Linked DNA regions of Sus scrofa: region 2 is linked to region 1. The links are chromatin contacts, called in public Hi-C maps. All regions are on one chromosome and are shown on one strand. Each heading gives the region's core, a stretch centred on a gene start, on an enhancer-like site or on the middle of the called end of the contact. The rest is flanking DNA. Distances are from core to core; before and after follow the strand shown. Region 1 has its middle 26 kb from the start of ENTPD4. Region 2 overlaps SLC25A37 (mitoferrin-1).

What was found. A called contact is a pair of places that touch in the nucleus more often than the background predicts.
Region 2: a contact with region 1 is called in a Hi-C map of fetal liver, with 2.2 times the contacts expected there. The contact joins two enhancer-like sites. A contact is called at or near these places in 18 of 47 Hi-C or Micro-C datasets (blood, embryonic fibroblasts, epiblast stem cells and 7 more) and 1 of 2 datasets of contacts at active chromatin or transcription factors (skeletal muscle).

What each region holds. Positions count from the first base shown.
Region 1 is chr14:7,626,855-7,633,912 of Sscrofa11.1, forward strand. No RefSeq gene overlaps it. Among named protein-coding and RNA genes, the nearest start is that of ENTPD4, 26 kb to the left of the region's middle. Within about 2 kb of position 2,602, at least 9 of the 83 cell types and tissues checked have an H3K27ac peak or open chromatin away from gene starts, as enhancers often do. A contact at or near this core is called in fetal liver, where this site is marked.
Region 2 is chr14:7,684,277-7,691,334 of Sscrofa11.1, forward strand. The region is part of intron 1 of SLC25A37 (mitoferrin-1); the gene reads left to right. Among named protein-coding and RNA genes, the nearest start is that of SLC25A37, 23 kb to the left of the region's middle. Within about 2 kb of position 2,510, at least 14 of the 83 cell types and tissues checked have an H3K27ac peak or open chromatin away from gene starts, as enhancers often do. A contact at or near this core is called in fetal liver, where this site is marked.

The DNA of each region.
Region 1 (7,058 bases), core at 1,352-3,851:
CAGGGTAAGAGGGGAGTTCTGCCCCCAACTTTGTCAGTATCCCTTCAGCGTGGAACAAGTATTATCGTCTGTATCTTATAGTTGAAGAAACGGTGGCTTAGAAAAGTCAAGAAACTTGTCCATCGTCACCCAGGTGATAAGTGGCTAACCAGGGCCCCCACCCCAGCCACACCTGCCCATGTGGGTCTGCTTCACAGTCTGGCTCACTCTTGGCAATTTCTCTCCAATCAGTCTGGCTCCATTTGCCAGTCCCCTGAGTCCACAAGGGCTTACAGAATCCCACTCTGGGTCTGAACCCCTGGAAGGACTCAGGAGGCAGGCAAGCCTACTGAGGAGACAGGACAAAGACATATAGAAATTCAACCCTGGTGACCCCTGCCAAGTCACTTCCTGTGTCTGAGCCTCAGTCTCCTATCTGCAAAATGGGGGGTTGCATCAGAATTGGGAAGTACAGTCCCATTCATTTTTTTATTATTATTTATTTTTATTTTTTGTCTTTTTGCCATTTTTTGGGCCACTTCCGTGGCATATGGAGTTCCCAGGCTAGGGGTCTAATCGGAGCTGTAGCCACCGGCCTACGCCAGAGCCACAGCAACAGCGGGATCCTAACCAAGTCTGCAACCTACACCACAGCTCACGGCAATGCTGGTTTCCTAGCCCACTGAGAAAGGCCAGGGATCGAACCCGCAACCTCATGGTTCCTACTTGGATTTGTTAACCACTGAGCCACGACGGGAACTCCCAGTCCCACTCATTTATGATCACCTGAGCTCGCCTTGCTAATTAGAAGGTGGGGATGCTGAGGCCCAGGGATTAGGACCATCCCAGAAAAGAGCTGGAGCAAAGCCAGGAAAGAAAACCATCAGATTTCACCCTCCGAAGAAAATGGCTTTGTTACAAAGAATAGGACTAACACTCAAGAATAAGCCCAGTGGGGGCCCAGTGAGGGGTGAGGGGGTGCATTTACTTCTCCATCCTTTTGACTCTGACAAAGCCTAAGCAAGCGTCATCCTGGTGTGCATTCCCTTTAGTTCTTGGGCGCTCAAGGAAAAGTAAGCAGGTTGCTTCTGACCCTTTCACTTCCAGGGTACTGCAGGGTGCCCAGAGAGCAGAAAAGCGCCACACCAGCCATTTCTAAACCATTTTCTTTGGAACAAGAAATGGCACTGGTGTTTGGAGGAGTGACTGGAATGAGGCATCTTAGCTTTGGGACCAGATGTGTAAACAGAAAGACAATTCATGGTTTATTATTTCTTCTTTGAGAAGGAGCTAACATGTGCATTTCAGTTTTGCAATAGGTCTTGGATGTGTTTGTGCTTTTTGTGTAATTGTGAGTCACAATGATGACATTTATCACACATATTATCTTCTTGGAATAACCACCGACTCTATGAATTACTGCCTGAAATAATGACCGTTTTGATTGCAATCCTTTTGCTGATGAACACGGGTTTGAACAGTATAATGCAAAAATCTAATCAGCACAGCTAAGGCGCAAGTCAAGGTGTAATAGGGAAGGACCTTTGTGTTACAAGTTAATCACTAAAGGGATGTTGCCCAAAACTTATTTTATACACAATGGCCCATCTCTGGGAACCCCGCCTCCCCAGGAAACATCCTGACCAGGCCCACCTGTGAAGGGCTGCAGGAAGGGAGAAATTAACATATCCCCTCCAGAGACTGGCCTAAACCAGGACTTACCCTCTTCCCAAAGAAGCCTGATGTCTAACTCGGCCATGATTCTTCGGGACTCAAGTCCACCATCTTCTTGGTCTGCTGGCTTTCAGAATAAAGTCATTATTCCTTGTCCCGACAGCTTGTCTCTCAATTGATTGGCCTGTCCTGGGAGAGCAGCCCGGGCCTGACTCTGTCCTCATACACAGGACAGAACAGGGCAAGGGCTGGCCACCCAGCAGAGCCTCCCTGTGTGGCATCGCCAAGCTGGGAGCTCTTTGTTCCCCTGCAGACCTGGAAGCAGTGAGCCTGACAGCGACAGCCATCTTCCTTGTCAATCGGTCCAAACAGGCTAAGTGGCCAAACCCCTGGCTCCTTTCCTGGGCATGGAGGCCCACATGCAACAGTAAACCCCTTCCGGAAGCAAGGACACCTTCTTATCCCTTTGGTGATGCTGGCCTCTTGCAAAAGGGGCACTGCCAAGGGACGGGGACATACCTTGGGTCATATAGTTGTAAGCAGTGGGTGAAACAGGGACTCTTGGCCCGTGGCTCTAACCCGCAGCTTTGCCTATTGGCCACAGCACTCTCCTTGCTGCCTGTCTCCTAGGTTGCCATCAAATCGAGAAAGTATTTTTCTCTCATTCTTCCTTTTCTTTTTTCCTTTGTTTTGTTTCCCATGACTGTTTGTTTTTGTTTGTTCCCTTTTTGTTTTTTTGTTCCAGACACACGGGTTGGGGAAGTAGCCCAGGGGGGCCCACATATCTGGGCTGGTGGGCGGCTATCTCCTGTGGACACGCCTGGCTGCGCGGCTCACTCCTCCCTCCTGCTGGCAACTGCGATGGCGCGATGGCGCTATGGCTGCGAATCTGCATCTTCGGGCTGGCTCCCCGCCCCTAAGGACTGTCTGGGTGACGTCTCTTGGGGGTGGGGGACGTGGTGTGGTGGGGCCGGTAGGGGGTGGGTAGTAGGGGTGGGGTGTGGTGGGGTGGGGGATGGGGCCAGCGTCCCCACCATCACCGCAACACACACCAGGTTTTGCAGCCCGTTTCTCTTCTCCTCCCTTGGCCTCATCTCGCTGCTCTTTGGTCAGGAATGCGCAGAAAGGCTCGGGACTGCACCCTGTTATTATGGGACAGTCACAGCCTGGAGCTCTAAGTCAGGGGTCAGGAATGAACCCGAAAGGAGGCAGCTCTGGGGAGAACTGACCCCACCTGCTCTAGTTCTGGCAGGGCAGGCAGAGGTGTGGGTGGGACCGGGCCTGCCCGTGCCTCAGTTTCCTCTCTGAACCATCTTCCCCAAACATATTGCTCTCAGAACAGAAAATTTGGAAAAGCCTGAAAAATACAAAGAACTCCCCTCCCCCCGCGCGCGCCGCTTAGTTCTTCCGTTAATCTACTGCTCTTTTAAATATAACTGAATTACGTATTCTGTTCTTAAACAGTAACCTTTCCATAATGACAAGTCATATGTGTTCATTCTGTAACATTCAGAAAATTCAAACCCAAAGAAGGAAAATGACTTAGCTTTGCTCTCTTCAGCAATAACAAACATTAATATTTTGATGTTGTCTTTCTGGTCTTTTTAATAAACATAATATACCAAAAGGGAAAGAAAAACCACAAGAGATTCATACTTTCTGTACTTTTGAGTAACTTTTCCTTTTTCATTTAATTTGGCATGAATAATTTTTACATCATCATGTGTTCTTTTGCCACATTTATGATGATAGGACATACAGATGAGATGTATTTTATTTAAGCAATCTCTACTGTTACCCCTTTGACTTGAATGCAGTTCTTCCTCGTCCTAAACAGGGATAATTGTAGCTAAATCTTTGCAGTTCCCTTGTTAACACCTCTGAATCTCCCAGGCGTGGCACCATCATAGGTTACAGGGAGATGGCACTTGATAACATGTATGAAAGTACTTTGAGAAATACATACATGTGAGGGATTACTGTCTGTCAGTTAATTCAGGGAGTAGGTGGTATTGATGGAAATGATGCATGTATAAAGTAAAGAATCATAATAGGCATTCCTGTCGTGGCTTAGTGGAAATGCATCTGACCAGCATTCATGAGGACCCAGGTTCCATCCCTGGCCTCCCTCAGTGGGTTAAGAATCCAGCATTGCCGTGAGCTGCGGTGTAGGTCACAGACACACCTTGGATCTCATGTTGCTGTGGCTGTGGGGTAGGCTAGCAGCTACAGCTCCGACCCCTAGCCTGGGAACCTCCATATGCCGTAAGTGTGGCCCTAAAAAGCCAAAAAAATAAAAGAATAATAATACAAGCAAACCCATAACATGGTACTTTCCTGTGCCAGGTACTGTTCCAAGAGCTTCATGTTATTTTTAACATTTTTAATCCTATCCTTAAAACAACTCTATGAAGTGAGTACTATTAATTAACCTAGCTTTTATTTATTTTTATTTTTAAAAATTTATTGAAGTGGAGTTGATTCACAATGTTGCGTTAGTTTCTGCTAACACTGAATCAGTTATGCGTATATGTACATTCTTCTTCATATTCTTTTCCGTTATGGTTTATCACAGGAATATAGTTCCCTGTGCTAAATGGCAGGACCTTGTTTTTTATCCATTTCATGTATAATAGGTTGCTTCTCCTAATCCCAAACTCCCATTCCATCCCTTCCCCCCACCCTTTACAACCACAAGTCTGTTCTCTATGTGAGTCTGTTTCAGTTTGGTAAATAAGTGGATTTGCATCATATTTTAGATTCCACATAAAAGTGATATCACATGGTATTCGTCTTTCTCTTTCTGATTTACTTCACTTAGTATGAGAATCTCTAAGTCCATCCATGTTGCTGCAAATGGCATCATTTCAGTCTTTTTTTATGGCTGAGTAGTATTCTTTATCCACTTGTCTGTTGAAGGACATTTAGGTTGTTTCTACGTCTTGGCTGTTGTAAACAGCACTGCTTAATCATTGGGGTACATGTATCTTTTTTGGTTATAGTTTTGTCTGGATTAATGTCCAGGAGTGGGATTGCTGGATCATATGGCAATTCTGTTTTTAGTTTTTTGAGGAAAACTCTGCTTTCCACAGTGGCTGCACTAATTTACATTCCCACCAACAATGTAGGAGGGTTCCTTTTTCTCCATACCCTCTTCAGCATTTATTTGTAGATTTTTTTTTTTAATGATGGCCATTCTGACTGGTGTGAGTTGGTACCTTCCTGGTTTTCAATTTGCACTTCTCTAATGATTAGCAACATTGAGCATCTTTTCATTTGCCTGTGGCCATCTGTATGTCTTCTTTGGAGAAATGTCTATTTAGATCTTCCGCCCATTTTTCGAGTGGGTTGTTTGTTTTTTGTCGTTGTGTTGTATGAGCTTAAATTAATTAACTTAGGTTTTAGATGAGAATATTGAGGCACAGAGAGGTTGAGTGTCTTGCCCAAAGTCACAGAACCGGGAAGTGCTAGAGCTAGATTTCTAAGCCAATCTGGCTTCTGAGTCTACCATGTAGCCCTCTCTTAAGAAGACCATTCCAGAGTTCCCAGTGTGGCTCAGTGGGTTAAGAACCCAGCATAGTCTCTGTGAGAATATGGTTCAATCTCTGGCCTTGATCAGTGGGTTAATGATCTGGTGTGGCTGCAGCTGTGGCATAGTTCACAGAATGGCTCGGATCCCTTGTTGCTCTGGCTGTGTCGTAGGCTGGAAGCCGCAGCTCAGTTTGACCCCTAGCCTGGACACTTTTATATGCCGCAGATGTGGGAAGAAAAAGAAGGAAAAGGAGAAGAAGAAGCCAGTTCCCCAGAGTATGGGCAACTGGGAAATGGGGAGTAGTGGTAGAGTACGTATAAACCAAGATTTTAGTGCACGCATGAGTCCCATGTGACAATAATAGGCGCCTGACCCAGGCATATCTTAAAGGAGCTAATCAGCCTTCAGGCTCTGCCTCAAAGATCAGAGCACTTCAATAACAGCACAGAAGTGATTATTCAAAATGAGATGTTATCTGTTAGAGATACACTCTATATTTAGGGATAAAATAACAGTGATGTGTTTTGTTTGCTTCAGAATAATCCTGGTTGGGGAGAAGGGTGCATAGTGAACGGATGCAGTGTAAATGGCACAAAATCAGCGGTGAGTTGAATTTCTTGAAGCCGAGCGATGGATACAGGGGGCTCTCTCTTCTCTTGTATTTGCTGGATACTTGCCATGCTAAAACATTAAAAAAAAAAAAAAAAACTCAAGTCGTTAGATAACTTGTGCATGAGCTTTGTGGGAATATTCTAACCCAGAGTGTAAATGTCCAGTCTAGAACAGAAAGCAAACCCAACTCTTGATTGGGTTATTTATTTATTATTATTTAAAAATAATATTCTATCTATCTATCTATCTATCTATCTATCTATCTATCTATCTATCTATCTATCTAACCATCCACCCATCCATCTATCTATAGCTAAAAAGCTTCCCCAGTGTTGATCAGTCAGCGGAAACATCCCCAAAGACCCCAGCCTCTCACTGAGAACCTGTGGGATGAGCATTAGAGGTTTCTTCATTCATTCAAGACTTGTTTTTATCTGGAGACCAGGGATGAGTTGTGAGTATGAGTTTGGGAGAAAAGATACACAAAAGTTAGGCACACAAGGCAACCCTTCCACAAACATCTCAAACCTTAGTGGAGGCTAAGGGGGTAAAAGGGAGGGCTTGGGTTGTGTCCCCTGCGTAGCGCTTATGCTCTCTTTTTCCATACTCACTCCTTCTCACCTGAGAGTCTTGGGGCTCAGGGCTGAGCCTGGGGCAGATGTGAAAACAGGATGCTGCCCCCCTCTCTCCTTCCCTTATTTCTATAAGCATTAGCCCTGGGCTCCGCTGCATACGTGGCAAAGGGAGACCTTCTTCCCAGCTGGCTTGAACCAAAGCAAGAAAGCACCTCTTAACCCCATCTCTCATCCTTAGATGGTGGGAAAGTTCAGACAAATCCGTTGTCGTGTATTTTTTCAGTGACTTAATTTTCCAGGAAGACTAGCAGTGTATGATATGTATGTAATCTCCTCCAAAATGAATTTCACATTGGAGACAGATTGAGAGAACAAAGCCCCTCAAAAGGTGAGGTGGGCGTGGCCCTCGAACAATGAACTAGTGGAGACTCATCTGTGTGCTTTGTGCTCAGGAAGATCCTGGATCCCTTAGGATCACATGCTCCTCGTCTACCAATGGAAGCTCAAAGAGGTCCCGCCCTCCCCCACACCCTCCTCTTGCCTCCTCCCTCGCCGGAAAGCCAATGTTTAGTTTCTGACTTAATTCACTAAGGTCTATGCCGGGATTTAGGGCAACACAGAAAACTGAGATCCCTAGCTCTGTAATTAGGCCTCCCGGTGAATTTCAAGCAGGGCCGATTTGTGAC
Region 2 (7,058 bases), core at 1,260-3,759, 57 kb after region 1:
AACCCATTGGACTGTGTGACAGGATTTCAGAAATGCATGTGGAGTGAGGTGTTGCTTAGATTGAGGATTTTTTAAAATTGTGGTTAAAAGGCACAAAACATAAAACTTGCCATCTGCACTTCTTTCCAGTGCACAGTTCAATAGTGTGTAAAGTACGTGGACGTTGTTGTACAACTGCCACAACCGTCTACCTCCAGAATTTTTCTCATCTTGGAAAACTGCAACTCTGTCCCCATTAAACAACTCCCCTTCGCCCCCAGTCTCCTGGCAAGCACCATTCTTATCTGTCCTTAGCCTTCAACTGTTCCAGGTACTTCAGTGAAGTAGAATCATGCAGTATTTGTCTTTTTGTGACTGGCTTATTTCACTAAGCTTAATGCCTTCAAGGTTCATCCATGGAGCAGGTGTCAGAATTTCTTTCCTTTTTAAGGCTAATACTCCATTGCACGCACCTTTTCTTTACCCATTCATCCACCAGTGGCCACTTGGGTTGCTTCCACCTCTTGGCTGCTGTGAATAACACTGGTATAAACATGGGTGTGCAAATCCCTCTCTGAGACCTTGCTTTCAATGCTTTGGGTTATATACCCAGCAGTGGGATTGCTAGATTGTGTGCTAATTCTCTTTTTAAATTTTTTTAGGAACTTCCATATGGTGGTTTTCCATAGGGGCTGCAGCATTTTACACTCCCACTAACAATGGACAAAGGTTCTAATCTCTGCTGGAATTTTTTTTTTTTCTTGTCTTTTTAGGGCTGCACCCTTGGCGTATGGAAGTTCCTAGGCTAGGGGTCAAATTGGAGCTGGAGCTGTCAGCCTACACCACAGCCACAGCAATGCCAGGTCTTGGCCGCGTCTGTGACCTACACCACAGGTCATGGCAACACTGGATCCTTAACCCACTGAGCAGGGCCAGGGATGGAACCTTTGTCCTCATGGATACTAGTTGGGTTCATTACCACTGAGTCACGATGAGTACTCCTTTGCTGGAATTCTTTTATACAGGTGTTCCCCCTTCCCCCACCACCTGAGGCATGCAGAAGTTCCCAGGCTAGGGACCAAACTCATGCCACAGCAGTGACAATGCTGAATCCTTAACTGCCAAGCCACCAGGGAAATCCTATACGGGTGTTTTTAAGCTGCAAATAGTCCTGATGTATAGTAGTGTAGAATTACCTTGCCCCCAATAAAACTCATGCCCACACATTTGTCTTTCAAAGACCTCTCCACTGGTTTTAGAGTTTAGCATTTTAGAGACTAAAAAGGACCTCCTTAAGGACAATAATAGTAACTCCATTTCCTCACTGGACAAATATTTGCAGTTGTAACAGGAGGGTGAACAAAACAAAGGAAATCTCAGGAGTTCCCGTCATGGCTCAGCGGTTAACGATCCTGACTAGGATCCATGAGGATTTGGGTTCGATCCCCGGCCTCACTCAGTGGGTTAAGGATCCGGTGTTGCCGTGAGCTGTGGTGTAGGTCGCAGACGCGGCTCGGATCTGGCGTTGCTGTGGCTGTGGTGTGAGCCAGCATCTGCAGCTCCTATTCCACCTCTAACGTGGGGAACTTCCATATGCTGCAGGTGCGGCCCTGAAAAAAAAAGCAAAAAATAACCCCCCCAAACCCAAAAAACAAACAAACAAAAAAACCCAAGGCAAACAAAGGAAATCTCCTGCCTGTTGTGTTGATGCCCAGCTAGGTGAACTGGTTGCTCAGAGGCCCTCAGGGATGTGGTGGCAATGCTGGATGGGAGTTAAGGTCTTCTGACTCATGGAACAGGGCTCTCTCCATTCTGTCATGCTCACATTTAGGAGCACATTTGGGGGGCTTGCCCCTGTTTGGGAAAGGGGGATACTCTTGGTGGAAACATCTATGCTTTGTGCATCACTGGATTTACCCCAGCATTGGAGGGACCTGAGAGCCTGCCCACACCCACACCCGCGGGTGGAGCATGGGAGAGGGAGCAGACCCCACATAGGGCCCCAAGCCCAGTCCTGTAGCTCAGCTTGGCTCTGCTGGCTGTTGCCCTGCCGTTTCAGAGGATGGCCCGTCCCTAAACATCAAGAGAGGGCCTTTCCCACTGTGGTGACTACCTGGGTGCCAATCAGCAGTGTCAGGGTGCCTTGGCACTTAAGAGCCCTGCCCGGCCCTAGCCCTGGACTTTAGCTTCGGTTAAAGGTCCCTAGAACTGCCTGGGCTCTGAACTTTCTGCAACGCTTTCATCTTGGACCTTTGCTCCGGTGTAAATCGACACTAGTGATTCCCCCCCCTTCCAGCTTTCCAAGTTTCCCTCGTTACATAATCAGGATTAATGTAAGCAGCGGGCTCCATTCATCGAGAAATGGGCAGTGAAGAAAGGTGAATGTAGAAGTGGGGTGGGTGGGAGGGACGGAGTCCCTGACAGGCTGTTGTGTGCAAAATCCTCCCACTTTCCTGGGCTTCCGGTTCTCTTCTGTCAAGAGGAGCAGCAAACGCCAGGGCTTCTGGGGCAGTTCTGACAATGACTCAGGTAGTCTGGTCCAGATATGCCCGGATGGGGGGTGGGGGAGGGGAGTGGCTTGTTTCCAACCAGGGCAGATCCTGGGGGCCTTGTTCTCCTCAAGGAGTTTCGAAAATCTTATGAGAGAATTAAAGTAAAAATAACATCTTCCTTGAGAATTTGCTATTTAACACCCTCCTCAAAAGCATAAATAGAAGCCTCAGTAGCTGGGCTTCTGAGATGGTAGGCAAAGGGCTCTTCATTCGTGATTTCCTTTAATCCTCAGAGACTAGGAGGCAGGTGCTAAAATGAGTCTCATGTCCAGATAAGGAAACAGGCTGGGAGAGACTGAGTCACTTGCCGAAGGAGCAAAGGTGTGAGGAGGAAGCCGCAGAGCTGGGATGGAAATCCAGCTAAGCGCAGGTGCTACCCCAAAGCCTGTTCTACCAGCTGTTGTGGGTCTGGACTCCAGGGGAAACAGTTTGTCCAGCCTCTTTCTGATCAGAGGGGTTGGGATGGGGGAGGGGGGGTCCATTCCTATCCCTTTATTACGAGGTTGTAGGAACTGTGGCCTGGAGTCCCCAGTGCCCCGAGGCTGGTATCTTCCTTCTGGGATGCTGGACTCTTCAGTGTGGTTTATGGCCCATGCTATTCTGTAATTTAATGATTCAGTTCAAACCTGTAATGAGGTCCATTGTGCCAAACAGCCATTTATGAGCAAGCAGGGAGAAATACCTACACCTCATAGGCAAGATTAAGCTAGTTTTGGAGGTCGTTCTTAATGATGTTTCAGAGCCGTTTGTGTTAACACAGGTGGTGGTTTAGGGAACATGCTTGCTGGAGCTCTTCTTAGAAAATTGCAGTGATGCTAACATGTACTGAGCACCTCCTGCACTGTACTTGGTGGTTAATGGGCTTATGTTTTCCCGCTTATTCATTGCAGGAAGCATGTGAGGTAGGGATTTTCACAGATGAGGGAACTGAAGTGCAAAGTAACTTCTCCAAATGTGTACAGATAAAAAACAGTGAGATGGTCACGGATGGGGCTGTGTTTGAGTCCTCAGGTCCTAATAGGCATCTGGCGTGTTGTCGGAGCTCCGTGTGTGATGGTTGAGTGGATGAATTGCAACCCCCAGAGACTGTCGGAGCACTGAGTGGGTGGGTGATTGAATTTATTTTTTTTAAGGGCTGCACCCGCGGCATATGGAAGTTCCCAGGCTAGGGGCTGAATTTGGAGCTGCAGCTGCCAGCCTACACCGTAGCCACAGCAATGAGGGATCCTTAACCCACTGAGCAAGGCCAGGGATCAAACCTGCATCCTCATCGATGCCAGTCAGGTTCTTAATCTGCTGAGTCACAACAGGAACTCCTGAATGGTTTCTTTGCGATTCTGTGATTGGGATTTTTGGCAAAATACAGTTAAAGGATGTTCAGACAGGCGGGGTCTGGGAGTTGGAGTGCTGTCTAGTGCTCGTGCCGTGGCGACCAGCTCTGGGAGCTTGGGCAAGTCACACAGCTGTTTCCTCCTCAGCCAAGCAGAGCTGGGGGTGAGCCGGATGGGTGGGCTTCTGAAATCAAGCTGGAGCCTAGAGGAAAGAGCCCCTCCACCCCTGCCCCATGCCCACCAGATGATGGCGGAGCTGCGGGGGCTGAAGTAGGGAGCAGAGGCATCTGGACTCTGCGTCTCCTGCGCACAGTAGGTGTGCTGGTGCTCTGGGGCCGCCTCGAATGCTTCCAGGGCGCTTCCGTGTGGTCGCCTGTACTAGACATCGTTTTCAGGATGGCGCTGTGATGCTTCAGCCAGTTGACCTATGTGCCAGGAAAACACAACACTTTGGAGAGCGAGGTGTTTCTCCGGTCCTGCCTCTGACGTCTTGTCCATACTTGTAGGTGGGGTGTTTTTAAGCCAATGACACAGACAAGGCTGCTGAGTCAGGGGAGGCCCCGGGGAGGCCTGGTGAGTGAAATTCCTTCTTGAAAGCAGCCTGACCATTGGAACATTCTGCCTTTGCCTTTGACGGAGTGCCAGGCGTTCATCGGTCAGGCTGACCTTCCTGCCCACAACCTGGGTGGGCAAAGGGGTCAAGCTCTGTTCAAGAAGAGAGAGGGCTTCGTACGGAACCAGCTACTATTACCCAGTTGTGTTTGAGCCCAGGGTCCAGGCTGACAGCCAGAGGTGGGAAACAGTGATGCTCTGTGACCTTCAGCGGGGATCGGGCTCTGACTGCCTGTACTTACTGAATGTGGGCTGCACATAGACCCTCGCAGGAGCTGTGTGGACTTAAGCAGCAAGGGTTTAAGTGACTTTGATGTTTCTGGGCCACTTCCTCTTTAAAAGATCGGGCATATGAGGTGATGTGCCTGTGACTTCATGTGGTCCTAGAAGCAGAGCACATCAGGGACCAGAGAGAAGCTGGAGGTCATCAGTGACCCTTCCAGTCCATCTTTTCATGAGCTGTTGTGTAGCCTGGTGGTTAAGGACATGGTTCTGGAGCCAGACCCTGTGGTGACCTTGGGGCAGGTTGCTTATCCCCCCTGTGCCTCAGTTTCCTTGTTTGTAAAATGAGGATAGTTAGCTGCTAAGGTCACTGTTTCATTATTATAATGTTTTGTGACAAGGCATTGGGGCTCAGAGAACAAGTCGATGTCCCTAAGGCCACACAGTCCTTCGTGCCAGATGTGGGGTTAGAACATAGGACCTCAGACCTTGCTTGTCTGACTCGAGCTGGGCAAGGTGGGAGTGACCAGTGGTCCAGGCATCCCCTCCAGCCCAGTGCTCTCTTCACCCTCTCTGTCTTCCAGCGAGGTCTCCAGTCCCACCCATGAAATTCCAACCCTCTTACCTGGAATCTTGGGAATTTGCCCACCTGTAGAGCAGAGATCATTTAATCCTTAGGGCGGGCCACCAGCTAGGTGCTCTGAGTGTCCCAGGTACATTGGACCTGAGCCAGGTACCGATGCTTTCAACCCTCCCAACTCTTGCTAAGGAATTTTCTAGAGAAGGGGAGGCGTGACCAGGTTTGGGCCCCAGGATAAAGGCATGGCATCCTTGGAGCCACGGGCAAGGGGGGGCGGGGAGGAAGGCCTCCGTGGTATGTGCTGTTACGATGCTCTTGCAGCTCCAGAGAGAGCCACCAGCCTGTACCGAGAGCCAGTGGGGAGGGCTCGGGTTGCACAGGCCTGATCCCTTCTCCCCGATTCGGGAGACATCCTGCTTTCTGTGGGCTCCTCGTAGCTGCTTCGTCAGGTGTGGTACGTAACCATGGAAAACACCTGACTGTACAGTAAATTCCAAACACCTCAGCAAGCTGTTCAGTCAGGGCCTCCCATAGTCCAGCCCCAACCTGCCTTTTGCCCCAGCAAACATGTATCCATCACCTAAGCTTCAACCACCCTCCTGAGTCCAGGACTCCTCCTCTATCCGAGCTGTAGAGCTTCATCCCCTGCACACATGCCCTCCAGCCAGACCCTCCTCCATCCCCAAACCCACCGGCACCTGCACATCCCCCTCCTCTGTCTGCTCTGTTTGCATTTCTTTTTTCAATCAAAGTCATACATGCATATAGTCAAAAAAATCAAATAGTATGGCAGGGACCGTATTGACAGCTCCATTTCTTGCCACTTGAAATACCGCCCCTCTTTCCTCTGAGCTGCAGCTCAGGCGGCCCCTGTGCTAACCCTTTGCAGGTTGGATGTGCCTGTTCCCAAGAGAAGTGGTGTTTGGTGCCGTGGCTTCTTCCCTGGGAAGCCAAGGAACTTGGTTTGGGTTGTCTTGGTGGAATTTGTATTTTCTTTTTTCTTTTGGTCTTTTTGTCCTTTTAGGGATAAGGCCGCAGCATATGGAGGTTCCCCAGGCTAGGGGCCCAATCGGAGCCATAGCCGCTGGCCTACACCACAGCCACAGCAACGCCAGATCCGAGCCGTGTCTGTGACCTACACCACAGCTCACGGCAATGCCAGATCCCCGACCCACTCAGTGAGGCCAGAGATCGAACCTGTGTCCTCATGGATGCTAGTCGGGTTCGCTAACCACTGAGCCATGACGGAAACTCTAGGAGTTTGTATTTTCAACTGAATATATGATGGAAGCTCTTCACTTAGTCCTTTTTTTTGTTGGCCACACCTGCAGCATATAGAAGTTCCTGGGCCAGGGATTGAATCCTAGCCACAACTTTGACCTATACCACAGCTGCAGCAGTGCCAGATCCTTAACCCAATGCACCACAGTGGGAACTCCAGTCTTTTTTTTTTTTTTATTGAAATATAGTTGATTTACAATATTGGGTTAGTTTCAAGTGTATGGCTATATACATTCAGTTATATATATATATATTTTCCAGATTCTTTTCCATTATAGGTGATTACAAGATATTGAACATAGTTTTCTGTGCTATACAGTAAGTCCCTGTTGTTTATTTTATGTATGGTAGTGTGTATGTGTTAATCCCAAACTCTTAATGTATCCCTCCCCCTCTTTCCCCTTTGGTAACCATAAGTTTATTTTCTCTGTCCATAAGTCTCTTTCTATTTTGTAATTCACTTATTTGTATTATTTTTTTGATGCCACATGTAAGTGATGT